2 separate regions of the Mus musculus genome follow, and region 1 is linked to region 2. A link is a contact called in public Micro-C data. All regions are on one chromosome and are shown on one strand. Each heading gives the region's core, a stretch centred on a gene start, on an enhancer-like site or on the middle of the called end of the contact. The rest is flanking DNA. Distances are from core to core; before and after follow the strand shown. Region 1 has its middle 9.9 kb from the start of Gm52834. Region 2 overlaps Kl (klotho).

The links. A called contact is a pair of places that touch in the nucleus more often than the background predicts.
Region 1: a contact with region 2 is called in a Micro-C map of trophoblast stem cells, with 3 times the contacts expected there. The contact joins two enhancer-like sites. A contact is called at or near these places in 2 of 484 Hi-C or Micro-C datasets (both in trophoblast stem cells) and 1 of 115 datasets of contacts at active chromatin or transcription factors (fibro-adipogenic progenitors).

The regions. Positions count from the first base shown.
Region 1 is chr5:151,218,586-151,224,781 of GRCm38.p6, forward strand. It overlaps a transcript of Stard13 not described here. Among named protein-coding and RNA genes, the nearest start is that of Gm52834, 9.9 kb to the right of the region's middle. Within about 2 kb of position 4,421, at least 13 of the 459 cell types and tissues checked have an H3K27ac peak or open chromatin away from gene starts, as enhancers often do. A contact at or near this core is called in trophoblast stem cells, where this site is marked.
Region 2 is chr5:150,967,419-150,973,186 of GRCm38.p6, forward strand. All of the region lies in intron 1 of Kl (klotho), which reads left to right. Among named protein-coding and RNA genes, the nearest start is that of Kl, 18 kb to the left of the region's middle. Within about 2 kb of position 3,268, at least 24 of the 459 cell types and tissues checked have an H3K27ac peak or open chromatin away from gene starts, as enhancers often do. A contact at or near this core is called in trophoblast stem cells, where this site is marked.

The DNA of each region.
Region 1 (6,196 bases), core at 3,171-5,670, 250 kb after region 2:
GAAGTTCATTAATCTTTCTGAGAGAAAGAGTAAGAGGAATGGGGTTCTAAGATAGATCGGACTTTGTCTTGCATCCTCTCAGCAGCTTCCCAAATTTAGCCCATGATTCCCTCGGGGTCATAAGTACAGCAGGGTTGTTTCCCACATTCCCAGCTGAGGACAAGGTCACATCAAGATCTCTAGGGGTGAGGGAGCGGTGACTTAGCAGTGACTGGTGGGATCAAGCTCCGCACTGTTTGCGGTTGTTTTCCACTAAGGGTCTAGAGCCTTTCATATGCAGATAATTTGTGATGCAAGGATCCAATTCAATGCTTCTCTTCAGGAACAGGCACAGAGCAGCTACTTCATGCATGCCACTTTGTTGTTGCCCTGGTGACATTTGAGAGGCCCTCGGGCGACCATGGATGTCTGAGGACTCCAGAGAGCAACCATGTGAACACAAAGGGCAAGTGTTACAATGCAGCTGTTCAGGGAAGACTCTGGAATTGGAGCTGTGCTCCATGAATTAGGACTTTTCTTCTGGCTTCTCTCCCCTCTGCTGGACTCTTGTCAGTATGTTACAAACATTAATTCAGCTTTCTATGAGAATTTGAGCATACTCAAAGAACTGAAAGAAAATTAAGCCACTACTGGGACTATAGTAAAACCATAGGATTAGAAAGCTTCTTACAATAAATTTAAGAAGTCATTAACATTTATGCACTCTTTGAAAGAATGCATGCTAGCTTATTTGTTTTTATTTATCCAGTACCTGGTACACAGGTTATCAATAAATGTTTTCAAGTTGATACATGCAGCCACTGAGGCACTGTTTAGCTCTCTTTTTCAATAAGGGAACTATTGGCTAAATGCCTCCTGAAAAAATGGATCAAGAAGTCGTATAAGTCCACCTAGTCGATTTAACTTCAAACCTGCAAATCCAAGCGACTGCACCCAAGCTAGCAGGGAAGAGGCCTTGGGCACAGGAAGAGGGGAATCCCTGAGAGCTCCTGTACGGATGCTAACTCAGCAAGAGCCATTTCTATAAGCCATGGGTGACCTCATGCTCTTTGTGACTGTCCATGTAAGAACTGTTCTTGACCAAAGTCATTTTTTAAATTAAGATTTATTTATTTATTTTATGTATACGAGTACACACTGTAGCTGTACAGATGGTTGTGAGCCTTCATCTGCTTGTTGGGAACTGAATTTAGGACCTCTACTTGCTCTGATCAACCCAGCTCACACCGACTCAAAGAGTACACTGTCACTGTCTTCAGATGCACCAGAAGAGGGCGTCAGATCTCATTACAGGTATTTGTGAGCCACCATGTGGTTTCTGGGATTTGAACTTAGGACCTTTGGAAGAACAGTCAGTGCTTTTACCCACCGAGCCATCTCACTAGCCTGTCACCAGCCCGAACAAAGTCATTTTAAACGTGAAGATATGAGTCTGGAGAGATTACCCAAGGGTTCAGAGCACTGTCTATTCTTACAAAGCAGCCAGGTTCAATCCCCACCATCTACAAAGTGGCTCACAACCATCTGAAATATCAGCTTCAGGGGAACTGACACCCTATTCTGGCCTCCTTAGGCACTAGGTATGCATTTGATACACAAACATACATTTAGGCAAAACACCCATACACATTTTTTCCCCTAAAAGCATAGATACAAAAATTAGTAGGGACTTGTGAGACTTAAGACAGAATAAAGAAAAAAATCACATATTTACATGTAGATAAAACCTTGACTTAAGATGAGATCACAGGGCTATGTCCAAATGACTTGCCAAACATCATGCTGGTATCAAGGATACCTTAAATGGGCTCAGTTATGTTAGCCTATGTTTGGGCATGATCATCTGACACAAAGTCTGTTTTATAATGAAGTGAAAGCTACTTCATTTGTGCATACAGCTGGATGTTTCAAAGGAATGGTGGATGGGAAAACTCCAAGTACCAATATGCAAAACAAACAAACAAAACCCAACAACATTGGCAATAGCCTGTTGTCAAGGATGGGTTGACTCCACACCCATGATGGCATGCACACTCATGATGGCATGGGCACCGGCTCATGCCTGCTGCTCAAGAGAGATCAAGAGAACTCAGAGAGAAAATCAGACCACATGCTACTATATCAAGAAAAGAGCAACATTCACAACTTGGAGGGTGATTTCTATTGCAGGTGTGTCATCTTTGCACCAGCACAAAGTCATTAAGATGGGAATTACCTATGATCCAAATTTATTTAAGAACTGCAGGTATCTGCTATGGGCAGAAGACAAAGTATAAGGGGCAGTCCTGTGGCTTGCCTGCCTCTCTGGCTTTGGCTTACCCACCTGCTTCTCCCTGAGGTTTGGCAGAATGGAAGGATTGCTGATGTCACTTTCTGTGCTTCTTTACTCGAACCCTGCCCTTCCTTCACAGACTGTGATTCCAAGACTCCTCCTTCACCAAATCCACTGAATCTTCAATGGCGCTCTCAATCCATGACCACTACACTCATCATGACCACTATACTGATCATGAATATACCACTGCATCTTCAATGGCTTTCTCAATCCATGACCACTACACTCATCACTGAGGGATAGATTTTGTGTCTTTTTCGTATTTATATTCTTAAGAGAGTACAACCAATAATCTGACACAGAATACTCATTCAGTATTGTTTATCCTCATTCAGTTATGTTTAAATACAAGTTTTGGGGAATTTTTTTCAATTGGATATCTTAGAGACAACTTGTTTAGTTAATTCCACTTAAGACGTTTCCAAGTGAATGAGCTAAAATAATTTCTCTCGTTTACATAACAAAGAATCACGCACCATTTTCAACATCCTTCATTGAGCCCTAGGCCTTAAAACTAGCAACTAACAAGTTTATGTGAAACTGAGATACAAAGTAAGGTGGACATTTCTGGGAAGCTTTTAAAGTTTCTTGCTTATACTGTTGGCTTCTATTATTTTCTCTTCCCATCTTTATACCTACTCTATGGTTCTATTTATCTGCCAAAACTGCTTAAGATACCAGGAATTCAACTATCAGAACTGGGGTTTCCGGCCCTCTGATCCAAATCAGCACCCTTTCTAGTCTCCAGTTCCTTGACCTTTTTTTTCTCTTCATGATATTTATAACACTCACAATAATTTTATTATTATTTATTATTAAATTATGTATTTATTATTTTCCATCTCTACCAGTTAAATGGAAGCCATGTCAAATCATAGATTTTATTTGTTGTGTTCAATACTAAGTTAGCAGAAGATGGGGCAATGTTTCCTACTAGGTGCTAATAAATATTTGCTGAATAAATAAAGTGAATGAGAATCTTGGTATATTCTGAATATGAAGTTATGATTTGGGATTTTTAAAAAAGATATGTTGTTTTCCCTAGGTTCTTTATCAATGGCCCCCAAGAAACTTTTGTATCTTAGACAAAAGATAAATAAGATTTATTTAATTAAATGTCAACTAGGGCTGGTCCATTTTCTTTACCTTGGCCTGATGTGTGACAACTTCCTCCAAAGAAAAAAAAACCTTCCATCTTCAAGGGAAAGCTCCTCAAGACACAGAATGTTCTAAAGCAAGGTGAAGCAATCTGTCGGGAGAAGTAGATAACTCAAAAGCTTCAGGAAGTCCCTGAAACTGACCAGATTAACTATGCCCCTCCCTACACAAGCTTATTTAAGTAGTAAAGGCTTTAGAGAAATATTCTCAGGGGAGCCAAGCTACCTGGATTCCATTGATCCGATCAGCTGCTTATAAGCAGCTCAGATTCCCCTAGATGCCTGGAAAATATATTCTCCAACCTGTTGAACAGTGTTTGGGTTTTATGAGCCATCACTCATGCTAAGGTGGGCTTTGGCGATGCTATGTTTGAGTCAGGTAAGTAAACTCTCACTCATACTCTTATAAGTAACCTCCGTAAAATTCATCCCACCAAGTTCGACTTTGCTGATGTCAGTATTTTGGTCTGCCCTTGGTTCCTTACTGGATCAGTAGATCTTTGTTTGTATCTCTCCAGGAATAGTGTCACACAACACGTTATAATAACAGTCATTCATTTTCTTTAGTTATAAGATGAGAGGGAGGGTAGAAGGCAAAGTGAACACTGGCATAATGACACTAGTCAATCCATCAGAGACTGGATAGCACAAGGCATGTCTATTATTAGATCTTGGTGATAACACAGGTAGGACTTGAAGTAGCCATTACCATGCAGAGCCATTTCAGTCACCCCCAGAGTGAAATACCAGGTACAGTCTATAGTCAAAGAGACAATTAAATCACCTGGAAAAGTTTTTTAAAACACATTCAACCTCCTTCTCTCCATCCCTCAGACACAATAGATCTGGTGAGGACATGGCCTGGATTTCAGGAAACCTTATCAACAGGTCTGGTGTGCTGTTTATTTTGGGAGCTGTCAGTTCAATAAACAGTAACTGACTGGCATGGATAGAGCTGAGCTCACATGGACAATGGTGACCAGAAGAGCAAGCATGGGGTAGAAGTTAGAGTTCAAATTCCCTCTGCCATTTTCTGACTATTGGACCTTTAGGAGTCATGTGAATTTTCTTTTCTTCCACCGTACAATTAATGTAATAGAGATCACTATGCCCATTGTGGCCCTCCATACGTGCATCTTTGTGAGAACCTGTTGATTTTCTAAGCTACTTTTCTAGTAATGAACAAACATAGAGCTGCAAAGCACTACACAAATGTTCAGGGTCATCATGAATCATTGTTATTATTACAGTAGTAACCCAAAGATGCCGAAATGCCATGCAAAACTCCCTCAGTTATGCCCTGGGTTGTCTTGAAGCAGCTGTGGCACAGGACTCTGGAAGTAGTATTACTCCCTTGTCCCTAGGACACCCATGAAATGTCATGACGCCTTCAGTGCTAGAGACTAGGAACAGGGTCTGGGTCTTTGTACCCTCCGAGCCTCACAAATGTGTATGTTGAGCAAGTCACTTGACTTCTCCAGGCCCTGGCTTCTCCACTATGAAGTGAGGAAGGCAACTGAACATGCAGGTATTGGGCTGCTCCCCAGGCAAAGTATTTATGGGTGTCATGAGGTTGAAACTTCCCAGGCTCAGATTGCATTCACTGAACCCATGCCCAGAGGTTGCTTTTTCTCAGAGGAAGTGTACCTCTGTCTGCATCATCAGCCTGTTAAGAAGCCTTTTTCCAACAGGCAGTAAAATTCTGTGTGTGTGAACAGTTGTTCCGGTGGTGCCTACCAGGATGTCTGGACACTAAATAAGAAAAGAAGGGAAATGTTTAGCAAGGTGTTGGACACTCAGCAGGACACATTCCAAGGTAGCTGTTAATAGAATGTTAATAGAATGACATCCGTTGTTATGTATTGTAATGCTAAATACTGGTTCTGAAGATTTGGCTGCCCCCTGATGAGGGGCATCAGGATCAGGATCTCCTTAGCAAGTACACCAAATGGTGCTATATAACTTTGCTCCTTGATTTAAAACTGTTGGTTATGTAAAGAAGAAGAGAGGTAGGCAGAGTTTCAGTTCCTGGGCTTGGGGTCTGGGGCAGAGACCACGAAGAGGAAAAGAAAGAAAAGAGAAGGGAGAAGACTCCATGGGTAGGTGGATCATGAGAACACAGCCATTGTTCTCAATGCCTGGCCAATTGAAGAAGACAGGGAAGTAGACATAATAGCATAGAGGGTTGATATCAGCCCAGCGCCAGTCTTTTAAGGCTTATTATAAATATAAAATTGTATGTCTTTTACTAGGGAACTAAATATTAAAGGTGGGGTAGGAACTCCCAATGGTTACTTACCACAATAGATATCAGTAGTGCACTCACGGGATGAGAACACAACACTCATCCCTAATGCTGGTACTAAGCTGGGGCAGCTGGCATGCCCCTAGGAACAGTGTGAGGCCCAGAGACAGATAGAACCATGAAAGTCATCATTAGATCCAAGCATGAATCCAGGAGACATTTCAACAGTGGCCCTATGGTTTAAATTGTAAATAACAACAGCACGGCTATGACCATCTAATTTACTACAGACTTATTGGAACATCAGGCTTGTTAGAGATGTTCTATGAAGTAGCCATTTCATGCTTCCCTTGTGCTCAGAACTAGATCCACAAAAGCCACTGTCATTAGCGTCTCTTCATGGGGCGTGCCCACCTGAGGGCCAGCGTCCTACTGTCGGGAAGGCCAGCTTCCTGGTAA
Region 2 (5,768 bases), core at 2,018-4,517:
CACGAAGAAGACACAGTGTGCACAGCCCATGTCTAAGCTGGGGATGTGAGGATGAAGCAGAGACCTGAAGGTGGCTGTGCTGTAGGCACAGAGAAGCCAGTGCAGAGGGGGGAAGATTCCAGAAGTGTGTCTCCGTGTGATGTGAGCCAATGGGAGTCTGTGCCGGACGGAGGCTGCAGATGGTAAGATCAGTGAACCACAGGCACAAGGAAAACCAAGCAAAGAGAAAAGCTGTGTGAATATTAACTTCAAAGAAAACAGAATTAAGGAAAGACAGACTTCATTACCACACTGACCATCTGTGAATGATATTTACAATGGTGGAGCAAGCCTTCACCGGATGCTAGTGAAACCAAACCTCTTGCAAGGCTAATCTGTCAGTGTAAGATGGCTAAACTGTTAGCTTCCATAACAGGAAGCCAGTGGATACTGTGGATAGAAGAGTGAGAGTGGTGTAAATTAAAAAACAAACAAACAAAAAAACCCACAAAGTCATGGTTACACAATGATTTTTATTTCCTCTAGGGAGGGGAGCTAGGGAGAAGTGGAGTGTATGAGACAGAGAGTTGTAATTTTCATCTAGTTTTTCAGAATTATACTTGACTGTTTAAAAAGATTTATTTGTATTTTATGTCTATGTATGTTTGCCTGTATGTCTGTATACCTACCATGTGCATGCAGTGCTCACAGAGGCCAGTAGAGGGCATTTGATCCCCTGAAACTAGAGTTACAGGCAGTTGTGAGCTGCCCTGTGGGTGCTGGGAGTTGAACCTGTGTCCTCTGCAAGATCAGCCAGTGCTCTTAACTGCGGTGGCATCTCTTGAGCCCCAATCTATGACTTTTAAAGCATAAACATATATTACTGTCATAAAAATAAAAAGGAAATAGGTATTTTATCATCGCTTTAAAAAATAAATTGGTCAGTCATAACATTTATGCCATTCTAGCCCACAGTGCTCATTTTGAGGCAAGTTTTGGAACATTTCCGTGTTTTCAGAAGCGTACCTAGTGAGTTTTCGTGTCTGACTACAGAGAGAAAAATATAGCTGTGTGTACATCCCATGGGAGAGTGTGAGTCTCCTTTTCGAGCTCCCATTAGGGTTGATTCATTCAAATTTCCATCAGTCTTTGTCATTAAGAATCAACCATCAAATTTTTGTTTAACCATTGAAAGCTTTCAAGACACCACTCTTTAAACAGAGACTGTACTATAGTATATAAATCACCTTTTCTTGTTTTTGTCCCCAGCCATGTCACACAGAGGTTTATGAGGTATAAAGTTACAACATATAGAGATATAACTATTGTGTTTCTAGAGGGACAATGCAATACTATCAAATTATTTGAGGTTAATTTGCCAGATGTATTCTATTCATTTGCATTGGCCTCCAATTACATTTTTTTCTTTGGTACCAATGAATTCTTTTTAACATTACACCCTGTTCACGGGTCTCTTATTGTGTGATCTCCAATTGCTTCCCTTTAAAATTAAGAAGACTGCGTCTGGAGAGATGGCTCAGTGGTTCAAGAGCCTTGGCTGTCCTCAGCATCCCCCTGGCAGCTCACCAACTGCTGTAACTCCAGTTCCGGGAGAATCTGATGCTCCCTTAGACAGTGCATGTACATGGTGCACATACATACATACTATATACACACTTGCTGTCTTTGGTTTCTAACCAGGGACCACATCCAAATGGAGCACACAAGGTCATTGAGCCCAAATGCTGCATTCTTTTTCTTACCCTTTGTGTGTGAGATGTCCCTTTTGTGCTGGGGAAGGATAGAGATGAGTAGCTGCCATGCTGTGGTCCCCTGCTCTAGTGACCACGTATGTATGAGGTTCTGCACCAATTTGGCCTCCTGTCCCCGACTCAGCCTTTTAGCTACTCTATGGGCCCTGATGTGTTGGCGGCGGTGGCTGTGTGGGTGTCTTACTTTCTTCTCTCTTCCTAAAGCAGTTCTTTCTGCCTTACCCTTTAGCCATAGAACAAGAGACCTCACTACCGAGGGGTATTAGTTTTATAAAGCCAATGCATCTTCAAAAATAAATAAATAAATAAATAAATAAATAAATAAGGAGCAAGCTGATAATGGAAAGAGGATTTATTTACATTTGGCCCAAACAGAGACAGGAAGATACCTACTTTTCTCCCTCTTTTCTGTAAGGGTATTACAATTTGATGAAAGAAAAAAAAAAACAAAACTTAAAAAAATCTCAGAAATATGCATATAGTAATTAAGCTGTCAGAGCCGTGAAATCCCTCCTCAGAAGGCAAGTTCGGTCCCCCTTTAGCTCTAGCTGGCACCACGGCTTTACTTTCCTTCTCCTGTGGTTGGATTCTGAGGAGGGGACTTATTTCGGGGAGGTCCGGTCGCCCAAGGAAGGAGCAAGTGTGTTTCTGTTTAGAATGTCTCTTCTCCTGTCAGGATACAGCTTTACAAACCTAGTTCTGTGCACACGTGCCGCTTTCTCCATCAGATAGGTCTGGTTCTTCTCATTTAAAATAGTTCCTCCCAGCAGCTCAGCCTCACAGGAAGTGGAGGAGATGACTTCCTGGGGTTTCTGGGAAACCACGTGACTCGAAATTTACAGGTGCTGCTGGTGACACTCTTCAGAAAGTTTCACGAGCTTGCCGTCTTAGCTTCTGGAAGACTCAATGGGACCCACATTTAAAACCGAAAACAAATCCCTCTGGGATGAGAAGAGTTCCCAAAAATACAATCCAAGGTTTCTCGTGAACACCTCCTGGTATGAGCCAGTTCTTTGTATGTAATGACTGTTCAACACTGAAGCCAAGGAGCGTATGAGCTATTACTAAATTCATGGAATGAACGTTTGTAAATGAACCTGGACAAAGCCCAGGAACATCAAGAACTTTTTTCTTTTAATGATACAAATAATCTTTACAGATTATTTCTAATCACACAGGCTGGCTGTAAAGGAACCGGGTTTCCTAGGACTGGATATGGGGCAGAAGGATTGGCTGTGACAGGGGCCGAGGGTGGCAGACATTACCTTACAGAAAATGGGGAGCAATGGAAACACTGCTGTTGGGGTACACATGGAGTCTCCCCTACAGAGACATAAATAAAAAGGTTAGACCACACCATAGTTTGAAAGGAAAATAAGTCTCTGGTGAGTGACACCAGGAAACCTCGCATTCCTTTGGCACAGCAGGTCCTTGTGATCATCCTCCTTCTTACAGCATCTGCTGTATACTAATGCTCTCTGCAATCCACATTCCTGGTATTTGTTGGTGCCTGCCTCTCCTCTTGCTTAGAGAACACAGCCTGTCCCAGAGGCAGAGCAGCTGTCATTGTATAAACTGCATGCTCATGTTCTCAGTCCCACCTCTTTCTGTGGTCAGAGTCACCAAGGCCACCCCGGGAGCAACTCCTCAACCTGTCTCCTAAATAACTTTCCACCACAAACAGGTAAATGGAAAGAGGGCAGACAGATTGCTTCTCACTAACCACAAATCTACAAAGCACGCTGTGTTTTTCTGTAATCTTACCCTGTCTCTTGCTGTAGAAACACATCCACATGCCATTTTCCCCCCTTTGAGTTAAAGTGTTCTCTCCTGTGAGCGGAAGGGAGTTATTTAAAAAGCAACTGAGCCTATGGTCTGATCACCAGGAAGGCTCAGGGAGAAGGGGCTGATCAGCTGATTCCCAGCTGGAGAAGCTGGTGAGAAAGGAGAACATTTAGAAAGTTATAGGAGAAAAAAAAAATGCTTGTCTCAGCGCTGCTGACAATGAAGGGGAACTGCTCAATGGGGGTGTTGCAGAGTGACAGGGCGATGGTGATGATGGATGTTGGCATCAAAGATCCTGCGATGACCTTCTGATGTCTTTTGTCTCAGTGCTCACAGTCCTGTCGCAGTCCTGCATCTGGCTGTGTGCCTCCCTCCCTGGTCCCTCATGGTTTTCTGGTACAGTTCCCTCTGGTTCATGGTTGACTGGCATAGAAACATCGGGGTACAGCCTGAGATGCTGGCGCTCCTCCATGTCCCCAATAATGTCAGTGGGGTCACCATCACATCCAGTGATAATTCTGGTCATAAGCTGGCATATTTTATTAACAATTTTACATCAGTCATTTGGAAGTAATTCTTTTTTTTTGGTAATGTATGTGGGTCTTGCCTGCATGTCTGTCTGTGCTTCACATGCCTGCAGTGCCTGAGGAGGCCAGAGAGACTGTCAGATCCCCTGGAACTGGAGTTACAGACCATCGGGAGCGGCACGTGGGTGCTGGAAACAGAAGCTAAGTCTTCTATAAGAGCAGCCACTGCTCTTAACCACAGAGCCATCTCTTTAGGACCTAGAAGGATGTTCGTAGCAGTGTGATCTATTATTAAGTAGAATGATTTGACAAACGTTGTTAAGCTCTGTACAATGTGAGCTATGAAGTTACTTTTCCCTCCTTTGAAGAAATTTTAAATTATTATTTTATTATTGGTATTTTTGAGATAGAGTTTCACTATATATAGCTCTGCTCATCCTGGACCTCCCTCTGTAGACCAGGCTGGCCTCGAATTCACAGAGGTCTGCCTTCCTCTCCCTCCCAAGTGCTAGGATTCAAGAGGTGCTCCACTATACCTGGCTTCCTTTGAAGAATTTTAAAGCAAGTGAAAAAGACCTGTTATGTAGCCCACTTAGCAAAGCCAAGGCAAGATGGTTCCAAGTGACAAAAACCCAAAGCGACAACTTGATTTAAAAACCCATCCTGGCTTTCATCCTGGTGAATTGCTGAACATGCCTTTAACTGAATCGGAGACCTATCAGTAAATATGTAAATGTATGCAAATTAGATGACCCTGGACTGGGATCAGCTGGAGGCGAAGATGGGCTTCTTGAGAATAGAGCAAGAGCTTCGAGGGTCTGATGCTTCAGGATGGTACTTGCCTGTGGTCAGCATCACAAAAGCACAAAGACGCTTACATAGTGCATGCACTCACGTACACCCAGGCACACCTACACACATACACACTGTTCCTTCGTAATTACTGTGAAAATACCAGGGTACGTGCGCAGCAGAAGGAGACAAGTGAGTAGAGCCACGCTTGTCTCAGACAGTAGCATCCTGCATCAGGCAGGTGAAGCCAGGTGAGATGCTTGCTGGATCCTAGCCTGCCTCCAGAGTGTACTTGTCGGTAGGTATAGAAGCAACCTTCTTTCCATCCCCTGCTTTGAGATGCCTCTCAAAAGTCCTTCCAACAGCTGTCACCTGAGTCAGGACTGTAGTAGTGTCTACATTTTGGAGATTTAAAAAAAAAAAAATTCCAGCTTCTAGCTGTTGACATTTTAATCTATTCTGCAGCAGATGATTTGAAATGCTATTCTGGTTGTTTGTTTGTTTGTTTTGTTGTTGTTGTTGTTGTTGTTGCTGTTTTTATCACCTTGACATGTTAGAATCATCTGAGGAGAAGGAGGTCCAGTTGATAACATACCCCCATAAGACAGGATGGTAGGTAATTCTGTGGAGTATCCTCTTGGTTAAGGTTTAATGTGAGAGGGTCTAGCCCATGGTCTGGCAGTGTCCCCCTGGGCAAGTGGTTCTGGGTTGTATCAAGGAGGTAGACAGAACAAGGCAGGGGGAGCAAACCAGTAAGCAGCTTTCCTCCATGGTCTCTACTTCAGCTCCTGCTTGAGTTCTTGCCCAGACTTCCCTCAATGATGGAAGGTGTGTGTGTGACCTGAGGTATAAGCTAAAATGAACCCTTTTCTCCACAAGTTGCTTTTGGCCGTGGTCTTTATCACAGCAACAC